Linked DNA regions of Mus musculus: all the other regions are linked to region 1. The links are chromatin contacts, called in public HiChIP or PLAC-seq and promoter capture Hi-C maps. All regions are on one chromosome and are shown on one strand. Each heading gives the region's core, a stretch centred on a gene start, on an enhancer-like site or on the middle of the called end of the contact. The rest is flanking DNA. Distances are from core to core; before and after follow the strand shown.

Region 1 (3,056 bases), core at 532-3,031:
AGGGTTGGGGGGGACACCTATCACTTTGTTAACCATCTCAGTTGTGTGTATTAGGCTACAATAGAAAAGACTTATTGCCACCCACACTCCCAGCACAGAATACCGCAGTAATAATCCGAGGGGAGGGGGCTGGGACTCCCCACTTGTAGCCAACTCTCAGACCTGTACTGCCTTTGCTTTGGGATAACCGCAGACTGTGATTCTGAGCTCAGAAAGCTTAAGTGACTTCTGAATGGCACCTCGAAACAGAAGTAGGTGGGACAACCTGGAGGCATAAATTGCCTAGCCTGAACTCTTTTCCATCTGACTCTTTTTTTTTATGATTTGTTTATTTTATGTATAGGAGTACACTGTAGCTGTACAGATGGTTGTGAGCCTGAGCCTTCATGTGGTTGTTGGGAATTGAGCTTTTAGGACCTCTGCTCTGCTCGCTCCGGTCAACTCCACTTGCTCAGTCCCTGCTGGCTCTAGCCCAAAGATTTAGGTATTATTATACACAAGTACATTGTAGCTGTCTTCAGACCCACCAGAATAGGGTGTCAGATCTCATTACGGGTGATTGTGAGCCACCATGTGGTTGCTGGGATTTGAACTCAGGACCTTCAGAAGAGCAGTCAGTGCTTTTACCTGCTGAGCCATCTCACCAGCCCCTCTACCTGTTTCTTGTGTGTGCTCCAAAACCAGAGAAATTCCCTTCTAGCTGTGGGCTGGAGTCCTGGAGCAGTTTCCAAACTCTACAGAAACCTCTTTCTTTCCTAAAGGAAATCTCTACAGTAACCATTTTATATAATCTTTGCTGTATGCATCCGTGTGTTTTAGGAGTGATAATGAACAGATTTCATAAATTCCAAGCCTCAAGATGTTGAAACAACAAAAACCACTGGTTTGGCAGATCAAGTTCTAAGCTCCTTTCCCTTGCTCAAAGGTGGTGGTGGCTCACGCCTTTCATCTCAGCACTTGGGAGGCTGAGGCAGGTGATCTCTAAGTTTATGGCCAGCCTGGTCTACAAGAGTTGAGTTCCAGGACAGCCAGGGCCACACAGAAAAATTCTGTCTCGAAAAACCAAAAAAGGTAAAAGCACAAACCAGCATGCCCTGATAAGCTCCTTTGCCCTTTTTAAATCTTCCTTCCCACTGCTCACCGAATGTGGATTCCCCCACCATCTGTGTCCTGTGGTAGCTACAAGCATCATCTTCCATAGGTAATCCTCCCACGGAAGACTTCCTACGCAGAGGAGACCTTTCTATCCAAATCTCTACCAGGCTTTGGATGCGCGCCAGACACGCCCAGAATATCCTTCGCCAGGAGTTGGTGGCGCTAACCTTTCGGGCCGCTTACTAACTTCTTTTCAGATGCACACCTCTTATATAATGAAAAGATCCATGAAGCACTCTGAATGTCCTTTAGGTATTTAGGCAAGGCCAGCCCAAGCTCTAAACAAGCAGCTGCCTGGTCCCTCGCTAGAGATTTCGTTTGGCTTCCGTGTTTTCTATTACGAAAACAGCTGCGTCTTAGAAATAAAAAGCAATGTCGACAGACCAGAAATGATTACTGTTAAATATTTGCTTGTCACATGAAAGCGACGCTGGTGTCTGAGTTCCCCTACCACACAGCTTGACTCCTGGCTCTAGGATTCGGGGCTGTGGGAATTGAGGCCGGGTCAGCGAGTCTCTGGGACGGGTTGAGCCCATCCTGGGCGGATTTCGGGGCGGCAGCACTTACCCCGGGTTCCCCGAGTATCTCAAACTTCTCCTTGCAGCCATCCTACCGTTCCCAAAGGCAGGGACTCCAAACTCGCGCCTAGCCGGTCTTGCTCTGAACAGCCAATCAGAGCCTAGTCCTCGCTATGCTCCGCCTTTTCCGGGGCGGGGCCAGAGAGCGTCCTGGGCGAGAGCACGATGAAATCCAGGCCTGGAAAACACCCAACAGCGGAGCGGAGTCCAAAGCAACCGGCTTAGCTGCTGCAGGCTGTCTCTCCCGCTCTCGCTCCGTTCCGTAAATTTAGAACTCCCCGGCCTCGTGGGCGGGTAAATGACCCGGAGCTGGTGTGGGTGTGGGTGGACCCGAGCCAGCCGCCAGCGGATCCAAAACTCCAGTGCTTCCGGGCGGGCTGTTAGTTGATGGACTACTGTCAAATCCTTCGCATTGCTAAATGCAGATGCCGCTTTTAGCTCCCTGTAGCAGCTCACTGTTGAACGCGACACGTTATTTGTCCTCCCTTCCAGGTCCTTCGTAAAGCGGGAAGGTCCCTTCTGGATCCATACTCACGATTCTTTTGTTTTTACATTTTTCTTGTGGTACAAAAGAATGAAAAATTGATTTAAAGGGATCAAAGATATAAGAAGTAAAAAAAACGGCCAAACTCAGAAGAAAACTGAATCAAGACGTTGGACTTGGCAATGAATTTTTTTTTAAGATTTATGTGTATCGATGCAAAATGTTATATATTTATTATATATACGCATATGTATGTATATATACACACACACACACGCATATATATATACACATCCGTGGTCCCAGTGGAGGTCAGAGGAGGGCATCAGATACCCTGAAACTGGAGTTACAGATAGTTATGAGGCTGGGAAACTCTGAGGTCTTTGGCAAGAGGCTCCAAATGGCTGAGTCATCTCTCCAGCTCCAACAATGATTTCTTGATTAACCTAAAACACAGTGGTAATGAGAAAGGCCAGAAATGGGGGTGATGGGAGAGATAGATGGTTGTGTAAAAAAGGTGGATGTATTTAAACACTTAAAATGACTGGAATAAAAAGCTGAAATGTCCAATTTTATGTTATAAATTTTATCACAATAAAAATATGAATACAAGCTAGGCAGTGGTGGTGCTTGCCTTTAGTCCTAGAGGCAGAAGCAGGTAGCATGGCCTACAGAGTGAGTTCCAGGACAGCCAGGCCTACACAAAGAAACCCTGTCTCCAACAAAGGGTATTTAACACTGTAAAAATAAAACATAGACACCTATATTACTGAATCAGAACATAAAATGTAACAGTTCTCTCAGACTCTTCCATGAATGGCCCTTTTCACAAACCATAC
Region 2 (3,143 bases), core at 122-2,621, 740 kb before region 1:
TTTTGCTTTGAGTTCTTCTGTGGCCCCCAGTCCATCAAGAGTAGGAAATAAAACTTTGAACATGGCTAGCAAGTCCCTGCATGATCTACGCTCCCTCTCTCTGACCTCACCGCCCACGGCTTTCCTGTTCAGCTCTGACTCCAGCCATACTGGCCTTCTTGCATTTCTTCCAACAGAAACCAAGACTGGTTTAGACTTCAGGACCGTCGCACTTGTTCCCATGGCCCTGGACACCAATCCCTTCACTCTTTGAGGGGCTCTTCATGCTCTAGGCCCCAGCTACTGGCATGCCTCACAGAGGTTAATGCATCTTTATAAAATGTGGCACAACTTTTGGCTTTAACTCAGCTTCCTGCATTTCTTTTCTGCTGGACCATTCATTGCATGGGACCATATTTGGTATGTTGCCTATTTAATCTGCTCAGTGAATGAATACCAAAGTTGTCACATGATCACAATCCCTCTTAAGTCATAATTACTGCAAAAATTTGTGTGACCATTTTGGTGTCTTGAGAACTGATGTTTTGTTGATTTGAGATACCTGAATGTCAGTAACGCCCATTCGTGAAAACATTAACAAAAAATTCACCTCTATGGCCCTTTACACATTGATCTTCTAAACCAGTCGTCTTTCTGTTCCTTGCCATTTTAGCAAAGGGTACCTTTTAAAGGCTTGTCTTGAATCTAAAAGGAGGTCGCTAAACATTTAGCTAATAGGTTTGTAGTTAGTAATTAATATTGCTTGATGTAGTTATAGGTTTTATATGCGACTTGTGGCTTTTTATCCCCACCCCCTTGGTATCCACAGAGAGGTTGTTCTGGCTATGTATTACCAAGCCACATACTGGAGATGGATGATGGCCTCCCTTCTAGATCTCATTGCCTTTCTGCCTCCTGGATGTCTTGCCAGAGCTTCCTGAATCTTAACCCTTTAGGGCCCTCCGACTGCTGAATACACGTTTCCATGAAGGCTTCCTATTGCTGGCTCTGCATCTTGTCACCCATCAGCGTGGAATGCCACCTTTAAAAATGATTGGGAACGTCTCGTTGTCACAGATGCATTAAAGAAAAGGAAAAAAAAAAAAAAGAAAGAAAGAAAGAAAAAAAAAAAAAAAAACCACCCAGCTCAAACGGGAAATGACAGATCACCTCCAGAGGCAATCAAGTTTATTCTCCTTGTTTAGAGCTCAAAACGCATTTTTGGCAACCCAAATGGGGAGGTGAGAGTGGTGGATAAGAATGGGAGTGGCGGCGCGTGGCGGGGCTGGCGGCCAGGCCGGGCGCCTTTAACTCGGCGTGACCTCGCGTCTGGCCCGCGCCCCCTCCTCCGCGCGCACCGCTGTCCTGCAGCGATTGGTGCTTGGACCATAAGCAGCTGTGCAGGGCCCGGCGGTGCAGAGGCCCCGGGCCCGCCAGCGCAACCAGGCCATTGGGGAGTGACTTCCACTCAGGATCGCAGAGGGCGCAGGCCGTTGGCGCGTGGCAGTCGGCGTGGGCCTGGCGTCCCCGCGCGTTCGCGGCGCCCCGCGTCTCCGGCTGGGCGCAGGTGGACCAGGCCGGGCGCCGCAGATCAGCGCGTTCCCACGAAGGCTAGCCCTCGGAGCGAGGGGGAGGGACCATCGGAAAGACGTGGAACGATCCGCGCGGTGTCATCCGCAGGGCCCAGGCCCCGCGCCGCCGCCGCCGCCGCCGCCGTCGCCGTCGCCGCTGGGGCTTTGCTGCGGGGATCTACGCCGAGCCTCCGCGCTGCCCCGAGATTAGCATGACACTGGGTAGCCGTCCCGCTTTCGGCGGTGCCAGAGCGCAACGCGCTAGTCCCCGAGCCGCGATGGCCTCGCGCGGGGGCCGATCGCCGGGCTCCGCAGCCACCGCGGCCCGTGAGTAAGAGTATGCCTGCGGCGGGGGACCCACGCGTGTCGGCACGCGCCCCCACCCTCCCGCGCCCCCGCCAGCCTCGGAAGGAGGAAGCCTGACGGCGCGCCGCGGTCGCCAGCACCCAACGGGGCTCTTCCTGCGTTGTCGCAGCGGCGGTCCCGGTGCTCCCGTGCGCCCCCCGTTCGAGCCTCTGGAATGAAGACTGCCTCCCGAGGACTGCGAGAGAGAAGCAGAGACAGCGGGCGCCGGGGACTGCGGCCCTCGCGGCTGGGAGGTCCAGGGGGACGCGACTCGGACGCTGTCATCCCCACGCCTCGCGCTGAAGCCTCCTAGTGCGGTTGGGGCTGCCGCCCACCGGTCAAGCTGCCGGGGCGTGCGATCCCGGGTCGGCCCCCGGAGGCCTCGGCTTCCTCATTTGTTTGGGTCTTTTGTGCTGTGGCGCACAGTTGGCTAAGCACTCCTGCGCTGAATCGGGCCATTGTCTGCGCTCCCATTGCTTCCACGCTGCAAGTCTCGGCGCCCCCACCCGGGCCGCCCCCTCCCGGCCGCCGAGCCTCCCAACGTGCCTTCCCCCTCAGGAATCTGGAAGCTGGAAGCCCGGCGGATTGCAAATGAAGTGGAATGCATTGTGGGACGAGTGTAAAATCCGAGCCTTCTCCGTGGGGGTGTGGGGGGGCGTGGGGAGGGCCGGACCTGCCGCCGGCGGTGTAGACACCGACGAGAAGAGGGGCTGGGGGAAAAAATGTGCGCAGAGTCCTCCCGGGTCGTGGCCTCGGTAGACGGATGAAGCAGCGCGCTGCGCCCTGGCGCTGAGGCCCTACTATCGGGGCACCAGGGTCGCCCTTTCCCACCATGAAGAAGACCCGGAGCACAACCTTGCGGCGAGCCTGGCCTAGCTCGGATTTCTCGGACCGGGCCTCGGACCGCATGAGGTCCCGCAGCGAGAAGGACTACCGCCTGCACAAGCGCTTCCCCGCGGCCTTCGCGCCCCAGGCTTCTAGGGGCTACATGACATCAGGTTGGTAAAGCACGGTTCAGCCGCCGCCTGTGATTGCTGCGCCGCGGCTAGTTGAGGGTTTGGGGTAGAGGAGGACCTGCGGTGATGGATGTGCCGAGTTATGTATGGGGAGAGCAGGGAAAAATTAGCTCCCATCCACCATTTTGTACCTCTGTAAGATCCACAGCAGGCCCTCTCAATATGGGGTTGGAGAGCTATTCTTTAGGTAAAAATCGGGGAGGGGGATTGAGCTGAGCATCTGGTCTGCAGG
Region 3 (2,930 bases), core at 118-2,617, 790 kb before region 1:
CACACACACACACACATTTGTTACTTAAAGTTAAAACCTAGGTGTGTATTCCCTGACCACCTCAATGTGTGTAATTCCTAGATGAGCTCCACACGCCGTGGAAACATCACTGAATGAAGAGAGAGGGGACAGTGTATATCTCACATTGATGCCTGACAATTGGTTCTCTCTCTCTTTCTCTTTTGAAAAGTGGCTGGGGTGGACGGGGTCGTGGCTTTACCTAGCGTTTAGTCCTCGAAGTGGACAGAGGCTATCAAAGCCGATAGAATAATTGCTGTAAGAATTGCACCAAACAAACACATTCAGCACACGGAGGGCACCAGGTCCTGTGAACAAAAAGGCATTCTTATCTGCCCTAAATGAACTTACAGCCTGTTTGGGGAGATAAATATTACTATACAGTTTAATAAAAGGCCATGTTAGCAGTGTCCAAAGGCATTGAGAGAATCCAGACAGGGAGGCTGGCTAATTTAAGTGTGGAAGTCTGCAGGCTGGCTGATAGAAGGAATCAAAAGGTTGTAAAGAAAAGCTCCCCAAAGAGAAGAGTGATGGAGGGGGCGGGGCTGGGCGGGGCGGGGCAGGAAGAAGATGGAAGTTAGCGTTTGGAAGAGGGGGATGAAATAAAGGATGTTGTAAGCTGAAGAAAGAAGCAGTGTGTGACAGAGGCTTGAAGGCAAGACAAACTTCTTGGGGGAATCAGAGCAGAGACAAGAGAGGAATTTGTTTGGTGGTCAGGACTTTTGCTGCTGAGCCGCTCAGGGGCCATTAACGTTCAAGCCAGTGAAGGATGCGGTTGAAGTTTATGCTTTAGGAAAAGCCAGGAGGGAGTGACATGAGCCATTACCTGAGATCCTTCTTGGATCCTCTGATCGGACTGTTCCCAGCAGACACAGGTCGATAGAGAGCAGTGATTCTCAACCTTCCTAACGCTGCAATCCTTTAATACAGTTCCTCATGTGGTGACCCCCCTCCCAACCATAAAATTATTTGTGTTACTACTTCATAACTGTAATTTTGCCTTTGTTACGAATCAGAATGTAAATACCTGTGTTTTCCGATGCTCTTAGGCGACCCCTGTGAAAGGGTCATTCGATCCCCAAAGGGGCCCTGATGCACACAGCTTGAGAAACACTTATGTAGAGGAAACACCCAGGTACTAGGAGACACCATGTGGTGGCTACTGGCTTGCCACAGAACTTTAGTTCCTTTTGCTGTTAGCTCTTCTTCTTCATCCCTAGAGGCCTCTGCACTCTGTGACTTCAGGCAATAGATGCCTGGCTGATGTAAAAAACATCAGCTGACCCCAAACCTGGAACTTAGTTGCTCAAGAGCCAGCTTGTTGACTCCCCCTCCCCCACTGGCCTTTTTCTCCAGTGTCTCTAGGTGGAGCCTATAGGCATTGTATTATCAATAGCAAGGAAGCAATGTCCTGTCCCCCCATCCTGCCCCACCCCCACCCCTGCTCAAACCTGTTCCAGAACCCTGAAGATCCTGTTTCCCCAAGTGAGAATTAGGGGCACTTCAGCCTTCCCAGCTTCAGGGTGTCTGACCTAAAATATTTGCTTTCATGAGGCATTTTAAGTGATTTATGAAGAGGGGGAAGATGGCGGGAGAGGGCGTGTGTAGACTGGGTGACCTTGACCTCATTAGATCAGGAGTATTGCGCTGTAGGACCAGGCACTGAAGGGGTCACATTACTTGATGTCATTGTTTCTCCTAATTGCTCTCAAGATGAAAACCTTTTTCTTAGTGTTTCCCAAACTAACAGTTTTTATTTTTGAAACTTTCAGATCTTTTCTAAACATAAAAGTTGCTGGGTTTAAAAAAATCTGTATATTTTCCGCATGTTATCACCTCCTTACCTGATAAAAATAGTTATGAGCTGACAGTATTCACCATGTTCCGGGAATTGTTCTATACCCCAGGCATATGAAAATTCAGCTAATTTCCTTAGTAACCCATCCAAGAAGGTCCTGTTATTAGTATCACTTTAGTATCAGTAGGAAAAAATATATAAATATAACTATGAACACACAGGCACATACACACACAATCAAAATATTTGCCAAGACAAAACAAAACAACAAAACATGCTTCCCACCAGAAGTATCTTAGATATCAGATTTGGAAATATGTCTATATACAAATGAGGTGACTTAGAAACGGGACCCAAATGCAAACCCATGTTTTATATGTATTATACGGTGTGCTTTTGTTCCATTGTCTTCCAAAAGCACCTGTGTTTGGTCACGTGCAGTCAGGCCTGGAATTTTCTACTTGCTGCTTATACATTCAAAGCTTTTGGACTTTAGAGAAGTTTGCATTTCAGGTTTTCAGATTGCAGATATCCAAACTGTAATAGCAACAGGAATGATACACCTGGTATGAAAACCTAGGCAGCCTGGCCTTGAAGACTGGCTAAGTAGGCTGTGCACACAGATACTTTGTATCTTTACATTGGGCGCCATCTTTACTACACTCATTCTTCCCAAATCCTGACCACTGAGAAGTGGCAAGGTATGCATGGACTTGCACAAGTTACTTATATTTTCTGTCTCTTCCTTGTGTATAAAATGACTTCAGCTTTAAAGTTCTTGAGAGAGGGGGGAGGGAGGGGGAGTTGAGGAAAAGAGGAAGGGAAAGAGAGGGAAAGGAGAGAGCGGGAGAGAGGGAGACAGAGAGTCTTGGTGGTCTGTGGGGAAGATGAGGAATCCAGGCTTAAAGAAAGGTCATGCAGGGCTGGAGAGCTCAGTGGTTAAGAGCACTGACTGCTTTTTCAGAGGTCCTGAGTTCAATTCCCAGCAACCACATGGTGGCTCACAACCATATGTAATGGGATCCAATGCCTTCTTCTGGTGTGTCTGAAGACAGATACACACACACACACACACACACACACACACACACACACGAAAAATTTAAATATACCC
Region 4 (3,219 bases), core at 624-3,123, 580 kb after region 1:
TTGATAATGGACTGAACCTCTGAACCTGTAAGCCAGCCTCAATGAAATGTTGTCCTTATAAGAGTTGCCTCGGTCATGGTGCCTGTTCACAGCAATGAATCCCTCAGACAAACCCTATTCTGGAACAAGTGAGCTAGAACTGACTCCTAAGGCTTCAAATGACTGAACCTTGGGCATATATTACCTTTGATTGTCAGAACATTATGAAGTAGGTGCCGGTGCAGTTTTTTATTTTGTAAATTTCTTGTCACATCTCTGCAAGAGTGACAGCTTTTATGTAACCTGTTCAAAGACTACACCATGTCCCAATTTCACTCCATTAACTTCATTCTAAGCGAACAACAAAAAGTTTAATAATGCTGTCCATTCATTCTGTTGTTTATCATAAAAAACTAAACCCCTCAAAACTGGAAAATACTGTGAGAACTACCAGTGAGAAGTTTGATAAATTTAGAACAACATTACCATTTGAGTAAGAAAAATACTTACATAAACTGAAGATTGAAAAGACAAGCAAAAAACCCTGTCTTGAAAAAAAAAAAGAAAGAAAGAAAGAAAGAAAGAAAAAGAAAAAAGAAAGAAAGAAAAGAAAGAAAAAAGAAAAGACAAGCAAGAGTAAGGTTTAACTCGGGTACTTATACAATAAGATTTCTGCTTAACATAATCAGTCACGCCTATTCTTTTCTGTAAAAAATGGGGAAAAGATATGGTACTTCAACCAGGGTTGTTATGACAATTCTTTAAGCAATCATATGTGAAAGCGCCAGGGTCTCTTTAGGCTTTTAAAGCAAGATACTCTATGAAGATGTAATATTTAAGCTGAAATTCGAAGGGCAGGTAAGTAGCCCATAAAAGAAGCCTTAAATTTTCCAAGGTAAAGAGGTATTCTTATGTGTGTAAGCCCATTCTAAGCACAGTGGCCAATTGGTGAAGGTTCGCTTAATTGAAACAACATGTAGGAAGGCTGATGTATACGATTGTAAGCCCAACACTTGGGAGGTAGAGGCAGGAAGGTCTGGATTTCAAAGTCATTCCTGACTGTGTAGCCAGTTCAAGGACAGCCTGGGTTTTGTGAGGCTCTGTCCTAAAACCAAAGCAAAAGATCACTTAGACTATGACCCATGGACGGACAGCAAGGACAAAGCTCAAGGACGGTAAAGAAGGTTTTAATACAGCCAGCCAGAAGTAGAACCCAGACTTGATTATTGACTTTGTTCTTGAGATGAGGCAAGTTTGTCAAGGGTTTGGTGGGCACAAGGAGGGGTGAGCTGGGTTATCGAATGGGAATTCTGAAGGAAGAGTGCGGGGAGAACAGGAAATGATGAGCCGGCTCTGTAACTGCTGAGTTTGAATGATTTATTTAAGTGGAAGCAGTTGACTAGACTTATGAATTGGGTTCGGAGAGAAAGCTCAGGGTGTAAGCTGAAGATTATCATCTGCGGTACAGATGGCAGGACTTAGCTGAGCTAGGAGAAGGGGGAAGCTGGAGAGTTCTGTGCCACGTAAGCGAAGGGAGAAGACTATTTTAAGGAAGTTAGGTCTATCTTTTCAAAACCAAAAGTTCTTTTAGCTAGCTTCTAAATACGACAAATAGTGCCTTACTGTCAAGATGCACTGACTGACCCGGAGAGTCGCATGACCCGGTGCTGCTGGTGACCAGATCACCCAAGAGATCCAAGTGAGGATAGTTTGTACCGCGACTTTTGGCCTCTCAGGAGCAGCTCCTTTTAGGGGCCTGGAGCCATTCTCCTAACGGTTGACGAAGTCCTAGGGGTAAATACGGGGAGGTCACTGACAACCAGAATCACTTACCAAGCACCACTGGCGATGGCAAGAACACCTACTTCGTGCAAGCAAGGGTCGTCCCGGAAGTGACGTCACGCCCGCCGACTGCGGGGCTCCGACAGGTGACTACAACTCCCAGAATGCTTCGCGTCAACCATCACGGAGCGTACCACAGGGAAACTATTCGCCGATGGCGGGGAAACAGAAGGCTTAGTTTCGAGAGATTTTATTGGCTGAGACTTACGTATTCTATGGCCTTTCTTCCGTTTTCGTGGACGCGCCGTGCGGGTTCGAACGTTCCGAGGGCCTACAGTAGCACGTTGGGAAAGGGTTCTCCCGTTCCCACGGCAACGCGGCCTAACATGCGCCAGCGGCAGCTTGCGGAACTGTGCGGCGCGCGCCTCTGCTGCTGCGCTCTAGGCTGGAGCCCCGGCCAAGCGCGTGGCCTCGAGCTCTTCGGGCTCTGCTGTGGAGTGATCCCCGACCGGAGCAGGGTCCATCTGATTCTGGTTGTGGGATTAGGTGTCTTTTGGAGAGGTGACTCGGCCTCGCAGACATGGGTTTTCCTTAGCTACCTGCCTACTTCAAGCTACCTTTCCTTAGAGGGAATAACTTAGACAATCAGTCCATTTATTTTCTGCAGTTTCTCCCTTTTAGCCAAACTTTTTTTTTTTTTTTCCTGGCGTAGAAAAGAATTTATTGAGTAAATTGCAAGGATGCAGTGGACAGGGCTGTAACAGAGGAACCTTCTTAGCCAAACTTTTTGAAGGGAACTTGCCATATTCTACTTGGGTAGAATCCCACGATTTTCGTGTCTACGTGATTATAAACCAAAATTTATGCCTTTTAAAGTCTGTTTTCCTACTTCTACCTGACCAGAAGGAGAGGGTTGCAAAAAACATTGCGTAAATGTGTGAATGAATACTTTGTAAGTTTTACTTAAAGAGTTTATTGTAGGGACAAAGTTGAAGGCATTGGCCGCAAGCGCTGGGGCGACAATGGTAAAAAACTAAAGGGGTTTTGTCGTTCAAGCCGCTCCGGAGGTTAGGGCAGAGGTTCCCTGATTCCAGGAGTTCCATTCCAGTCTGGGCAGCGTTGCCTCAAGAATGTGGTGAAGGAGATTGAAACTCAGTTCATGGTTCCTAGCTGTCAGTTCACTGGGGAAAATAAAGGGTGCCAAACCACGGATATAAGATGACTGTTAATGAAGCTTGGGAAGGTGTTAAAGCGGAGAATCTCCAGGAGAAGAGACCAACTCCATGACTGTCCAATTAAAGCAAGCTGTGTGTTGGGGTGTGCCCGTACTAGCCTGCTGGCTGTCTCACTCTGAGAGCACCCCTTGCGGCAGCCTCATTAGGTCCTTTTTACACGAGAGAGAGAGAGAGAGAGAGAGAGAGAGAGAGAGAGAGAGAGAGAGAGAGAGAGAGAGATCGT

The links. Promoter capture Hi-C pulls out the DNA fragments that hold promoters and counts their contacts. HiChIP or PLAC-seq counts read pairs in DNA pulled down with a chosen protein or histone mark.
Region 2: a contact with region 1 is called in an H3K4me3 HiChIP or PLAC-seq map of embryonic stem cells, with 11 read pairs. The contact joins the promoter of Stox2 here to the promoter of Cenpu in region 1. A contact is called at or near these places in 1 of 39 promoter capture datasets (neural stem cells), 1 of 484 Hi-C or Micro-C datasets (cortical neurons), 4 of 115 datasets of contacts at active chromatin or transcription factors (bone marrow-derived macrophages, embryonic forebrain, embryonic stem cells and 1 more) and 1 of 9 other capture datasets (embryonic stem cells).
Region 3: a promoter capture Hi-C map of embryonic stem cells shows a contact between it and region 1, with 3 times the contacts expected there. The contact joins the enhancer-like site here to the promoter of Cenpu in region 1. A contact is called at or near these places in 1 of 39 promoter capture datasets (embryonic stem cells), 1 of 115 datasets of contacts at active chromatin or transcription factors (embryonic stem cells) and 2 of 9 other capture datasets (adipose tissue and embryonic stem cells).
Region 4: a contact with region 1 is called in a promoter capture Hi-C map of pre-B cells, with 4 times the contacts expected there. The contact joins the promoter of Ufsp2 here to the promoter of Cenpu in region 1. A contact is called at or near these places in 12 of 39 promoter capture datasets (the 3T3-L1 cell line, the C10 cell line, the HPC-7 cell line and 9 more), 5 of 484 Hi-C or Micro-C datasets (the Ba/F3 cell line, CD4 T cells, Th1 cells and 2 more), 1 of 115 datasets of contacts at active chromatin or transcription factors (astrocytes) and 2 of 9 other capture datasets (adipose tissue and liver).

The regions. Positions count from the first base shown.
Region 1 is chr8:46,550,794-46,553,849 of GRCm38.p6, reverse strand. Cenpu (centromere protein U) reads right to left here and starts at 1,781. Exons shown (of 13, transcript NM_027973.4): 1 at 1,723-1,781. The coding sequence starts at 1,763.
Region 2 is chr8:47,287,630-47,290,772 of GRCm38.p6, reverse strand. It overlaps Stox2 (storkhead box 2), which reads left to right and starts at 1,371. Exons shown (of 4, transcript NM_001114311.1): 1 at 1,371-2,893. The coding sequence starts at 2,728.
Region 3 is chr8:47,337,533-47,340,462 of GRCm38.p6, reverse strand. It overlaps a transcript of Stox2 not described here. Among named protein-coding and RNA genes, the nearest start is that of Gm39171, 15 kb to the right of the region's middle. Within about 2 kb of position 1,367, at least 12 of the 459 cell types and tissues checked have an H3K27ac peak or open chromatin away from gene starts, as enhancers often do. A contact at or near this core is called in embryonic stem cells, where this site is marked.
Region 4 is chr8:45,974,182-45,977,400 of GRCm38.p6, reverse strand. It overlaps Ufsp2 (UFM1-specific peptidase 2), which reads right to left and starts at 1,873. Exons shown (of 12, transcript NM_138668.2): 1 at 1,813-1,873. 1700029J07Rik (RIKEN cDNA 1700029J07 gene) reads left to right here and starts at 2,149. Exons shown (of 7, transcript NM_001033148.3): 1 at 2,149-3,219.